Linked DNA regions of Gossypium hirsutum: all the other regions are linked to region 3. The links are chromatin contacts, called in public Hi-C maps. All regions are on one chromosome and are shown on one strand. The core of a region is the stretch at or near the end of the contact, and the rest is flanking DNA. Distances in the headings are between cores, read along the strand shown.

The links. Hi-C and Micro-C count contacts between places; a contact is called where the count stands out from the background.
Region 1: a Hi-C map of leaf shows a contact between it and region 3, with 4 times the contacts expected there. The contact joins the promoter of LOC121213573 here to the promoter of LOC107951317 in region 3. A contact is called at or near these places in 2 of 34 Hi-C or Micro-C datasets (both in leaf).
Region 2: a Hi-C map of leaf shows a contact between it and region 3, with 3 times the contacts expected there. The contact joins the enhancer-like site here to the promoter of LOC107951317 in region 3. A contact is called at or near these places in 10 of 34 Hi-C or Micro-C datasets (hypocotyl, leaf and seedling).
Region 4: a contact with region 3 is called in a Hi-C map of leaf, with 2.1 times the contacts expected there. The contact joins the promoter of LOC107951313 here to the promoter of LOC107951317 in region 3. A contact is called at or near these places in 8 of 34 Hi-C or Micro-C datasets (callus, hypocotyl, leaf and 2 more).

Annotation. Positions count from the first base shown.
Region 1 is chrA02:44,339,696-44,342,395 of Gossypium_hirsutum_v2.1, forward strand. LOC121213573 (metal-nicotianamine transporter YSL1) reads left to right here and starts at 1,372. Exons shown (of 10, transcript XR_005908969.1): 1 at 1,372-1,862; 2 at 1,969-2,331; 3 at 2,417-2,589.
Region 2 is chrA02:43,750,022-43,752,796 of Gossypium_hirsutum_v2.1, forward strand. No RefSeq gene overlaps it. Among protein-coding and RNA genes, the nearest start is that of LOC107951314, 37 kb to the left of the region's middle. Within about 2 kb of position 1,405, at least 5 of the 9 cell types and tissues checked have an H3K27ac peak or open chromatin away from gene starts, as enhancers often do. A contact at or near this core is called in hypocotyl and leaf, where this site is marked.
Region 3 is chrA02:44,058,083-44,060,782 of Gossypium_hirsutum_v2.1, forward strand. It overlaps LOC107951317, which reads left to right and starts at 1,299. Exons shown (of 2, transcript XM_016886320.2): 1 at 1,299-1,619; 2 at 1,701-2,181. The coding sequence starts at 1,484. The coding sequence ends at 1,909.
Region 4 is chrA02:43,580,966-43,583,665 of Gossypium_hirsutum_v2.1, forward strand. LOC107951313 (probable trehalase) reads left to right here and starts at 1,284. Exons shown (of 10, transcript XM_016886316.2): 1 at 1,284-2,041; 2 at 2,207-2,326; 3 at 2,516-2,631. The coding sequence starts at 1,416.

The DNA of each region.
Region 1 (2,700 bases), core at 122-2,621, 280 kb after region 3:
AGCTCTTGGCACAATATGAGAGATAAAACCTCCACTAGGGGATGATACCTTCCGTTGTTGGAGGCAGGGGCGAAGTCAGAACAATCTTTTAGGGGGGGCAATTAAAATTTTAATTTTCTATAGTCTATATCTTTATAACGATTTGAGAAAGGATATAATGAAATTCTTTGATTGGTTTTTCCCAAAGAGAGAAATGGTCCGTTTTATTTGACCCATGGCTCCAACAAAACCAAACCATTACACAATTAACAATACCAATTAAAGTAATATTTTTTTCTATTTAATTTAAATATTCAAATTAACTAGAAAATTGAATTTAATAATTTAAATAGTATCATAATTTATTTAATTAAATTAAATATTAAATAAATGGATTTAATAGAAATTAAATAGAATAAGAATAGAATTAAATAGAATTCTCTAATTTCTAATTCGAATTTTGAATCTTAAAACTAAAATAATAATAAATAAACAGAGATTTGAAAGAATTAAATCGAATTTTTATAATTTTAGGGGGGCCAAAGTACAATTTTATCTTTACTAATTTAAAATTTTTAAAAAATTTAAGGACTCAAATAGTAATTTTATATTTTAAGGGGGTCGGGGCCCATGCCAGTCCCCCTCTAGATTCGCCACTGGTTGGAGGACCAATTAACTGTCCAATTAACGATACTTCAAAGACTTCTTTCAGAAAAGTTAACCTCTTTGCAATAATTAACAAAATCAAGCTAATTTAAAATGTCGTGTTGTTATTGTAACCACTAGGATGAAGTTAGCTCCAACATGGTTTTAAGTATATATATTTTTTCAATTTAAAAATTTTAAAAAAAATTCCGGTAAAAATAGGTATTAACATAACCAGCATAATACAAATAAAAGGTAATGCTAGGGTGTTGAAGTAGTATGAATTTAACAGTGAAGCAAAAGCACGGAGTAGTCAACAACAATAAGATAAGGTGCAGCACATGAAACGTGAGTACTTGATTTTTGCTTTTTTATTTTTTTATGTCGGATTAAAATTTAGGTAAAGGGAGACTACTCTAGTTCAGAGTTAGGGTACATCATCAGTCTCGTCGAGATAAATTAAATTTAGGACCATTAATGAAATTCAAAGCTGAATTCACCCATATTTTCCAAATGAGTGACTTCACTAACTTTTATTACCTCTAACATTGAACATATTATCTATCAATTTCATTGCTCCAATAAGTGAGTGACCCACACAACAAAACAAGTCAACAATCGTCCAGAATCATGTTTAAACACTTGTGAAGAAAAAAGAGGAAAAGAATCTCTTCTATCGACAAACACTATCATAACCAACTCAATGGTATAGAAATAAAGAGGAGAGGTCAATTATAAGGTCATCGAATCAAGCCAATGCTCGTTAACAAGCTGTTAAAAGTTTTTCAGCTTTTTTATATATATATATACATATTTTTATAATGCTACTAATGCTACCCTCCCTTCATATCAACCATTTTTTATTCCATGTTCTTTTTCCTCCTATTGCGTGAGAAATCATTTCTGCTTTGTTTGACCACTGAATGTAACCAAGTAGATTCTGAAACAAATATTATACATGTTTTTCACTGTTGGCTTGGCTGCAATCATTTATTTTATGAATGCTAGGGAAGAGACTGAGTGCCTTTTCTTATCCCCTTAATTTGAGGATCTTTGCGTATTAAATTAACTTCTAGCTATTATATATACTGGTGTCTGGTTCATTGAGAATGATTTTATGTATGTTTTAAAAGAACCAGACAAAGAACCACTTGACAACTTGTTTCAATCCCTGATCTATTCTGTCTACCAAAAAGCTTGAAGAAATTAGACCTACACGGAAGACCAACCAAGTCAAGGTGAGTTATATGTATATATGTGTGTGTGTGTGTGTGTGTGTGTGTGTGTGGATATAGATATAAGCTATTTTTCTTGTTTAATGATTTCAGAATATACCCATTTCAGTAACAAAGAGCATGGAAGAGGTGAAGGATACGAAAGAGAAAGAGAGGGAAGACATGGAAGAGGTGCATGAAGAAACCGAGGGTTCAAGGACAATACAACCATGGACTCAGCAAATCACTGTGAGGGGAGTGATTGTAAGCATCTTGATTGGGACGGTTTACAGTGTGATAGCCATGAAACTGAACCTCACAACAGGTTGGGTCCCTAACCTGAATGTCTCAGCTGCTCTTATCGCCTTCCTTTTTATCCGGACATGGACAAAAGTTGTTGAGAAGGCAGGATATACGGCCAAACCTTTTACAAGACAAGAGAACACCATGATTCAGACATGTGCAGTTGCATGTTACAGCATAGCTATTGGAGGTTAGAGGTTTATTTTTCAGGCTCATTTCAATTCTCCCCTTAACATAACATAACATATATTGATGATTGATGATGTGGAGTGCAGGTGGGTTTGCATCTTATCTGTTGGGATTAAACAGGAAGACATATGAATTGTCCGGAGTAGGCACTGAAGGGAACTCTGCAAAGGCTATAAAGGAACCAGGACTTGGGTGGATGACCGGCTTCCTTTTTGTAGTTTGCTTTGTTGGTCTTTTCGTATTAATTCCTTTAAGAAAGGTAACCTTCGCTTGCTTACTAAAATAATCCACTTAAAATATTATCTTATATTACAATTTTAAGGTCTTATTACCTACATAAAAGGTCCATTATTCAAAGAATATCTAATTT
Region 2 (2,775 bases), core at 155-2,654, 310 kb before region 3:
CAAAATATTTTTATAATATAATTTTTTAAGATTTATAACATAATAATTTTTTGACCATAACCGTTCCAAAACACACACGTGTTCATGTTTATAATATAATTTTTATAACTTGTATAAAAACATTTTGTTAAAAATTGGATTTCGGTGTAATTACACCAATTCTCACTATCTTCCTAAGAATTGGAAAATGTAATTAGGTACTTAAATTAAACCTAATTTGGCGGGACCCACTAATTACAATGGTCACTCAAATATATCACCATTCTACAATTACAAGTAATTATGTCCAAATCCAATTAGTAGGTACCTTTCTAGATAATACCTTAAAATTTTGAATTAAGTTGATTTGTAGACAATTTTGAAAGGTTTATTTTTCATCAATGGAGAAACTTTTTATTAAGAAAATTATCACAGTGAATGTTAATTGATTTTTTTTTTAATTTCACTAAAAATCTTATCACACGTGTATACATGTGGAAACTACAGATTTAGAATATAAATGTATGTTTAAAAAAATATAAAAGAAATAATGAAATGTATTGTTTGAAACTAATTAATAACAACAAATGAAATATGTACATTATTTAAATTATTTATCATAGTGTTGTTATCAATTTTGAGTCAGTATCAAGTTAACTTGTGACATCAACTCAATTAAATATATTTTTAATATACAAAATTGATGGAGATAATAAAGTGTGCATTATAAAATTACAATATATAAAAATATCAAAATAAAGTTTTATTTGAATGATAAGTTAAAAGTTTTACTAATACAATTGATATGAATTCAACTTTCACCTTATACATTTTTTATTAATTTTTTTAAAATAAAAATATTAAAATGCTCTTGAATAATAATACTTATTTTAATTATGAAAAATATTCGCATAAATTTTTATCCAAATTGAGAACCATAATTGAGAGTGACTGTGGCATAGGCATGTTGAGAGAAAGAAGTTGAAATGGAATCGTTAGTATACAAAAAATCGAACTCGCAAATTTGGTAGAATTCTTTACACGCAGTTTAATGCAGGGAGACCTTGAAGCAAAATGGAGTACGGAAAATTGATGCCAGCACTGGCAAAATAAGGGCCACTTGTGTGACCCTTATGGCATTTCATGTTGAAACGTAGTTCATAGGTTTATCTATGGTAGAATTAGTGTTAATTCAATTTCAATCTAAATATCTGCTTCAAGAGGAAGAATTTATATTGAAAATAAGCTTTTTATGATCGTATAACAAGCAGTCAAATATGGAAGTTCAAGCTTCTTTTTTTTCTTCATTTTGTCTGCAGTTTGCAGTAGCTTTAAAATGGAAGGAGAGAAATTAAAGATGATGAAGAAGGCCTGGTGGTCTAAAATGGTACCTTGTTAGTTTGCTTCAATTGTGGGCTTCGTACTCTTTGCTATGCTGGAAACCAGGCCCTTCCATGGCCAGACCACCAACCACGTGGGTTTACTTTTTGACCCACCATTTGGTCTCCAATAGAAATGACAATGAGTCAATCAAACATAACATAATTGATGAAATTATTTAAACAAAAATAAAATATTAAAGTAAAAAGTATATATATTATAAATATGAGTTAGTATTTGATATATTAGTAGTGTATTTTTCTATAACACAAGTAGTCTTAAGAAATTTTCATGTGTTTTTTTTAAATATTTATTTTTTAAAAATATTTTACTATAACTTTATAAAATACTTATCAACTTCTTAAACCTACTTGTAGAGTCTAAAAACTCCATTAGCAGTACATCAAATATTTTTTTATAATAATATTTATTTTTTGGGTTAGTATCCTGTTCATTGCAAAAAATAGAATTTAGTATATGACACATGTCTATTTTAATTTATTTTTAAGATTCTCTTAAAACATATAATGATATTTCGCCGTTATTAGTAAAATTTTCTAACTCCACTAACAATGGACCAAAAGATTTCCATTTTATTTTTTTAAAAATTATAATCTATATAAATAAAATATGAAAATTAGAGGAAAATGGAAAATGGAATATTAAACATTTCTTTACTGTGTTTATGAAAATCTATAAATAGATTTAATTCCCATACATTTGCATGAGTTAGTTGTAAGAAGCTTAAGTGGTAGAGGAAATGTGGTCCCTTAGAGTAGGTTAATGTTGGCGCCGGCCTCTACTAATGGCAAATCATATTCATATTACACTCTTCCTATCCTATTCTCTACTAATGGCCTCTTATAGTGCCTTTGGTATTCATGGCATGTGGTATAAAATAGTATCGTGCTATCACATGAAATTATTGGTTACTTAGCTTTTATTCATTCAAATTCCATTTTAATGTATTTATTCCGTTTATTTATGATTTTTTATTTTAAATTAATTGAAACTTAATTAAAAATAAATAATTTTATTTTTATTTAAATATATCGAAATCCAATTAATATTGCACCATCTAATCCGATATGAATAAATAACTAAAATAACCAACTACAAAAAATTATCCACTTGAATTTTTATAAATTATTTTTAAATATAAAGTATTTTTAAATATAAAGTAAATTCAATACAATAAGTTATCTTTTTTAAGAATATATGACAATCTTCATATGAATTATTTGAAAAAAAAACAAAAAATGAAAAAAGTATGATATATGAAAATTCAATTAAAAATGTCAAAATAAATAAATTTTAAAAAATTAATTATATGAAATATTTTTTATAACAAAATTTAATATAATGATTTTTATAGTCCAAGTTCCAAAGCCTAAATTCTTTTTCTATAAGGCATCA
Region 3 (2,700 bases), core at 49-2,548:
CCTAAGGCTAAATGGGGTTTTGTTAAGCATGAAATTAATCATACTTGATTAGGGTTTAAAAGTGAATTTAAACGTAATGATAATAAGTGAAAAGGAGAAAGGACTTAAAAAGTAATTGAACTAAAAATAAGAAAATGGAAAAAAATTGTTAGTAAACTTGAATAGCTACTTATGCGTTAAAGAGAAAAAATAAGAATTGTTTTAATTCTATTCCAATGTGTCCTTTCCAAGCCATCATTACAAGGTATTTATATAATTTTCATATGTCAAATTTAGCATGATTCCTCCTAACATTATGCCTAACAACAAACTAAAATCATATTTTTTTTCTATTTATAGAGTTTGACAAATTCACAATTTGATTTTTAATCAGCCACTAATTCTGCAACTTTTCAATTTGTCCCCTTTTATTGTTTTCTATTCCAATTAAGCCAAATTTGTTTGTTTATTTGAACTTCGGTAATCTAATTGCGTCCTGACAAAACTAAAACTAGAAATCACAATCTTAGTAGCATTCTATTCAAAATTTGACCACAAATAAGAACATTAAACACACAAAATTAGCTTGCTATCAGATTGCTATGTAAATGACAATTAATATTTAATTAATTTTTAAAATTTGAAAAAATATTTCTTCATAATTTTTATATTTTAAAATAATTTTAACGATTTTTAATTTCTAAAAATAGTTTTAATTATTTTTTGAATTTTTAAATTTTAAAAACTTAATTAAATACAAACGTACCATCCAACCTCAACAAAGTTAAATATTAATTTTTCCATTCATTTGGAGTGATTTGAAAAAAAAAATTAAATTAAAAAAATTTAAAAAGTAAAAAATTAAAAAAAAAGCTAAAATGTGGTTTTTTTTAAACCCCAAGAAATGCCACCTAGTAGAAATTTCATAGGCATGGTGATTCATCTTCCCTACAGGAAATCATTTCTATTAGTATGTGCATTAACAATCAAATTATAATAGATGGGTAGAGAGATTTGAATCCACTGCATGTCACATATGCAAGCTTTTGTCAAGTACTCCTTTGAACATTTGTAAATAAATTATATATGTTTACAAGGCCGTAACCATAACAACATTGAGTCGAAGAAAATTTTAGATATTATCCAATTTGATTCGAATTTTTACAATTTTATTCATAAAAAACAGTTCAAATTTTTAGCATGAAAGAGATTTTGAAATTGTGGAAGGACTGATAATGTAAAATGTAGATTGGGAAATCAATCAGAGGCATCCTACTTCAGACTTTTTTGCATATCCACCCTTCTCATGTGAGAGTACAGGGTGGAAAGCTTAGTATTTTTTTCCCACCTAAAAAAGCAAGCACTGCAATAAAAATAGCCTTGTTAGAAATGTGAGAAGCCGCCCCCATCTTACATGAGCAAACAAACACAACAGTTATGAGATTCAGTCACATTGCAAGAGGTGGATTTTGTGACATTTCTTACCGAATTTAATGAAAAAGTTATGGCTCCAACTGGTCTCTTATATATAAAAACAAAACCCCATTGCACAATCAACACAAACAAAACCATGGTATCATCAAAGCTTCTTGTGGTTGCTGTTTTCCTGCTCTTTTCCTATTCATTTGCAAAGCTTCATGGTACTTTAATTGATCATGTAGCAAAATTACTTCTTCTTTTTGCAAGTAAACTAATTAATTAAATTTATGTGTTTGCTGAAGGTGCAGAAAAGGGTCCATGCAAGTCTCATTCCAATGGGGAGTGTTCAGCGCATGCAAAAAAAGGGAACGGTAAAGGTTGTCATTTTGCTGGAACATGCAGCAGCGGAGGAGATTGTAGGCAGGCATGCGCAGCCTTGGGCCGCAACCCTGATGCCGTCGAGTGTGTTACTTCCACCGGTGAAAACCGCTGCTGTTGTCTCGACATTTGAAAGACTGTATGAAACCGTAATGAAATTTACTTTACGTACCCAAATGCAAACCCTTGCAGTGTTAACAACTTGGACGAGTTAACATGGTCAACTGTTTGTGTGGTGTTTGTAACGAGTTATAGTGTCTATTGAGTGTCTTTTTGTGTAACTCTTTAGAAGTTTTTTATGAAATAAATTTATTTGGCTGAAAAAATGGAGTCAAAGTTCAATGTAGAGTTCTTAATATTGGACTAGTTGGCTAAAGAAAACTCTTGTTTGCTGCTTCTCCGATCTACATGATGTTTTTTGTTTTTTGAAAGTACGACAATTTCATTAAAAGGCCTCCAAATGTACATGGGTTCAAAAAGTCTAGATAACGAAAGATGAAGTATAAGGGTTGAAATGGTCCAGCCCATCCCGGAAGGAGACAAACCTTAGTCCCACCTTTTCCAATCCAAAGGGATGAATAGAGGAAACTGGAATGAAGCAGTCCTACTCCCAACCTACAAGTCTACTACCGAAGAGGTCCAAGAGGATCGCGGTTGACACCATAGAGCACGTAATCGATTGTTGTAAATCCTGAGCCTTCAAGAGGGCATCAGCATCCAAATCACAAAGATCCAGAGGACCCAGATCGACATCACCATGCTCGAGCGTTCGAGACCAATGTCAATGGTGCTCCACCCCGCACAACATCCTTACCAAAACGAACAAAAATGAGGCTCAAAAAGCTTCCGACCAGACAAAAGGAGACAAACTCTTAGACAAAAATCGTGAAAAGACCACGAAAAAGCCAAGGGTCTCTCTTCCAT
Region 4 (2,700 bases), core at 34-2,533, 480 kb before region 3:
AGGTAAGCTAGATTAAATTCCCGGAATTTCAAAAATATAAAAATTTAAAAAAAAACTAAGTACTTGAATTTTAAGGTTAAAGCTTCCAAAACGCTAAATAGCGTTAACCTTCTTTTGTTTATATTTGCTTCGGGTGAGTGGGGAAGAAGATAATGTAATTCCATCCCCAACTAACTTGATAATAATATAAAATTTTAAGTTATTTCTTTCTTTTTTTCTTTTCTTTTAATTAATTTAAATCATATTTTATATTAATCAATTTAATGACCCATGTTTGCTACCGTCAACTAATAGTATAATAACATGGTTTAATTGCTATTTCAGTCCTTTGACTCATTTCTTAATTAAAAGTCCATAACAATTGAACTTTTACTACTTTTACAATTTATTTCCTGTACCTAATTAATCATTAATTTGATAAACTTGGCTATCCAGAATTCAATTCACCTAGAATATAACTCCATAAATATTTAATAAAAATATTTATAATATCGATTTACAGAATCGAAGTCTCGAAATTGAATTTATCCAACACCAACAACTTTCAAATTGTTACAAAATCGCAAAGAGACAAAGAATTGTTCCCAAATAAAAAATATGCTTTTACCGAAGGGGTCAATAACATCTGTGTGAACCCTTGAAAATATATTTTCATCGAGCTGAAATTTGAGGAGCCAAAAGTATAACCTTCTTATCTAGCTAAACAACTTAGTATACCAAAATCATGGTTATCTGTATGGTACAGATTAGTAAATACATTTTGGTATATTATATCTTTTAAATTTTTGTATATTTCAATAATTTCGGTATATTTTAAATTGTTTGTTTCAATATTAATCTAAACAGATATTATATCTGATTTATATCTATTGATACAAACTTTTGATATGAAAACAAACACAAATACTAGTACATATCACTTTCAGAACATAAATATTACTTTCTATACCCTACATTCTAACCAATATCCAAAACCCATGGGAGAATTCACCATCGAATTCCCTTTCTTCCCCAGTTTCAATATATGCTAATATCCCTTCTTTTGGCCTTTAACTTTTGATTTTATCAATACTCAAAGAGACGCCGTTCCAAATATTTTCAAAGACCATGACTGTCACTATTTCTTTATTAACCAGCAATTACATTCATCCACTTGGCTAACCATTGTCCACAGTCGTAGTCAACTTCAAACTCTCACAGATCCAATGTATATTTTAATAGGATTTTTTTTTTGCCTATATATCAATGTTACAATGGTTGTCCACGTGCTTAGTCCTTATCGTAAATCCTGATTACCATCGTTTTGCGATTACATAACCGGCCGTCCTTTTCTTACTTTTTTTTTTCCAGATCCTTAAAAGTCAACACGCGTTAATCCATGTCTCGTCCAATCTCCTTTGATTCTACCCATCATTATGGCCCCATTTCTTTACCACACCAACCGTAAAAGGCATTTCCTTTTTCTCTTTTCAGTGTTCATTCTTTCACAATCGCTGCCTCCAATGGCCCTCGCTAACCCACTTTCACCTCCATCATCATGTACCAAAGGTCCGGGTCCTGTAATCCCTGCAACACCCTTACTAAGTTTCCTTGTACGTGTCCAAGAAACTGCTTTGCAAACTTATGGGAAATCGAATTTTGATCCTAAACACTATGTAGACTTACCGTTAAAGTCTAATCTTTCCACCACCGTGGAAGCATTCGATAAACTTCCCAAGACGGAAGATGGGTCAGTTTCTGTTAAGGATTTTGAAGCGTTTATCGGGAAGTACTTTACTGATGCAGGGGATGATGTTGTATATGCCGAGCCAGTGGATTTTGTCCCTGAGCCGCATGGCTTTTTGCCCAAGGTGGAGAGCCCAGAGGTGAGAGGTTGGGCATTGGAAGTCCATGCTTTGTGGAAGAATTTGAGCAGGAAAGTTTCGAGCTCGGTTCTTCATCATCCTGAATTGCATACTCTGCTTCCTTTGCCAAGGCCTGTAATAATTCCTGGTTCACGTTTCACTGAGGTTTATTATTGGGATTCTTATTGGGTTATCAGGTTAGTTTTTGACTTCATCATAATGTTTTTAATTTTAGGATCATAAAGGAATATTCTCTTGGAGATTGCTTCCATGTGGCTTCACAGTTTATTGGAGTTTTTAAGGAATCAACATACCTTAGTTTAAAATCTTAATGGGGATTGATGTTTAATATGTTTGTGCAGAGGCCTGCTGGCAAGTAAAATGTACGAGACTGCAAAAGCAATAGTGACTAATCTCATTTTCATGCTAGACACTTATGGTCATGTTCTTAATGGTGCTAGAGCCTATTATACCAATCGAAGGTAATGCTATTCAGTTATTTTCTTATCATTGTTTTAGGAATAAATGAAAATGGGTTTTCTTTTAACTTTTCATTTGTGCTTTTCATATTTTACATTATATCAAACAATGTAAATTACTACTAGTTTTTACGGTCTTAATTGCTCATTGCCTTGTACAACTATCTAATAGCTTCAAGGTCCCTTTTGCAGCCAGCCTCCTCTTTTGAGTGCAATGGTCTATGAGATATATAATCGGACCGGTGATGTCGAATTCGTTAAGAAATCTCTCCCACCATTGATTAAAGAATATCGATATTGGAATTCAGGTACTATGTATGTTTACTTTATTTGTATGAACAATTGCTTCTTTGTATAAGCTTTTTAACTTCCTCCTT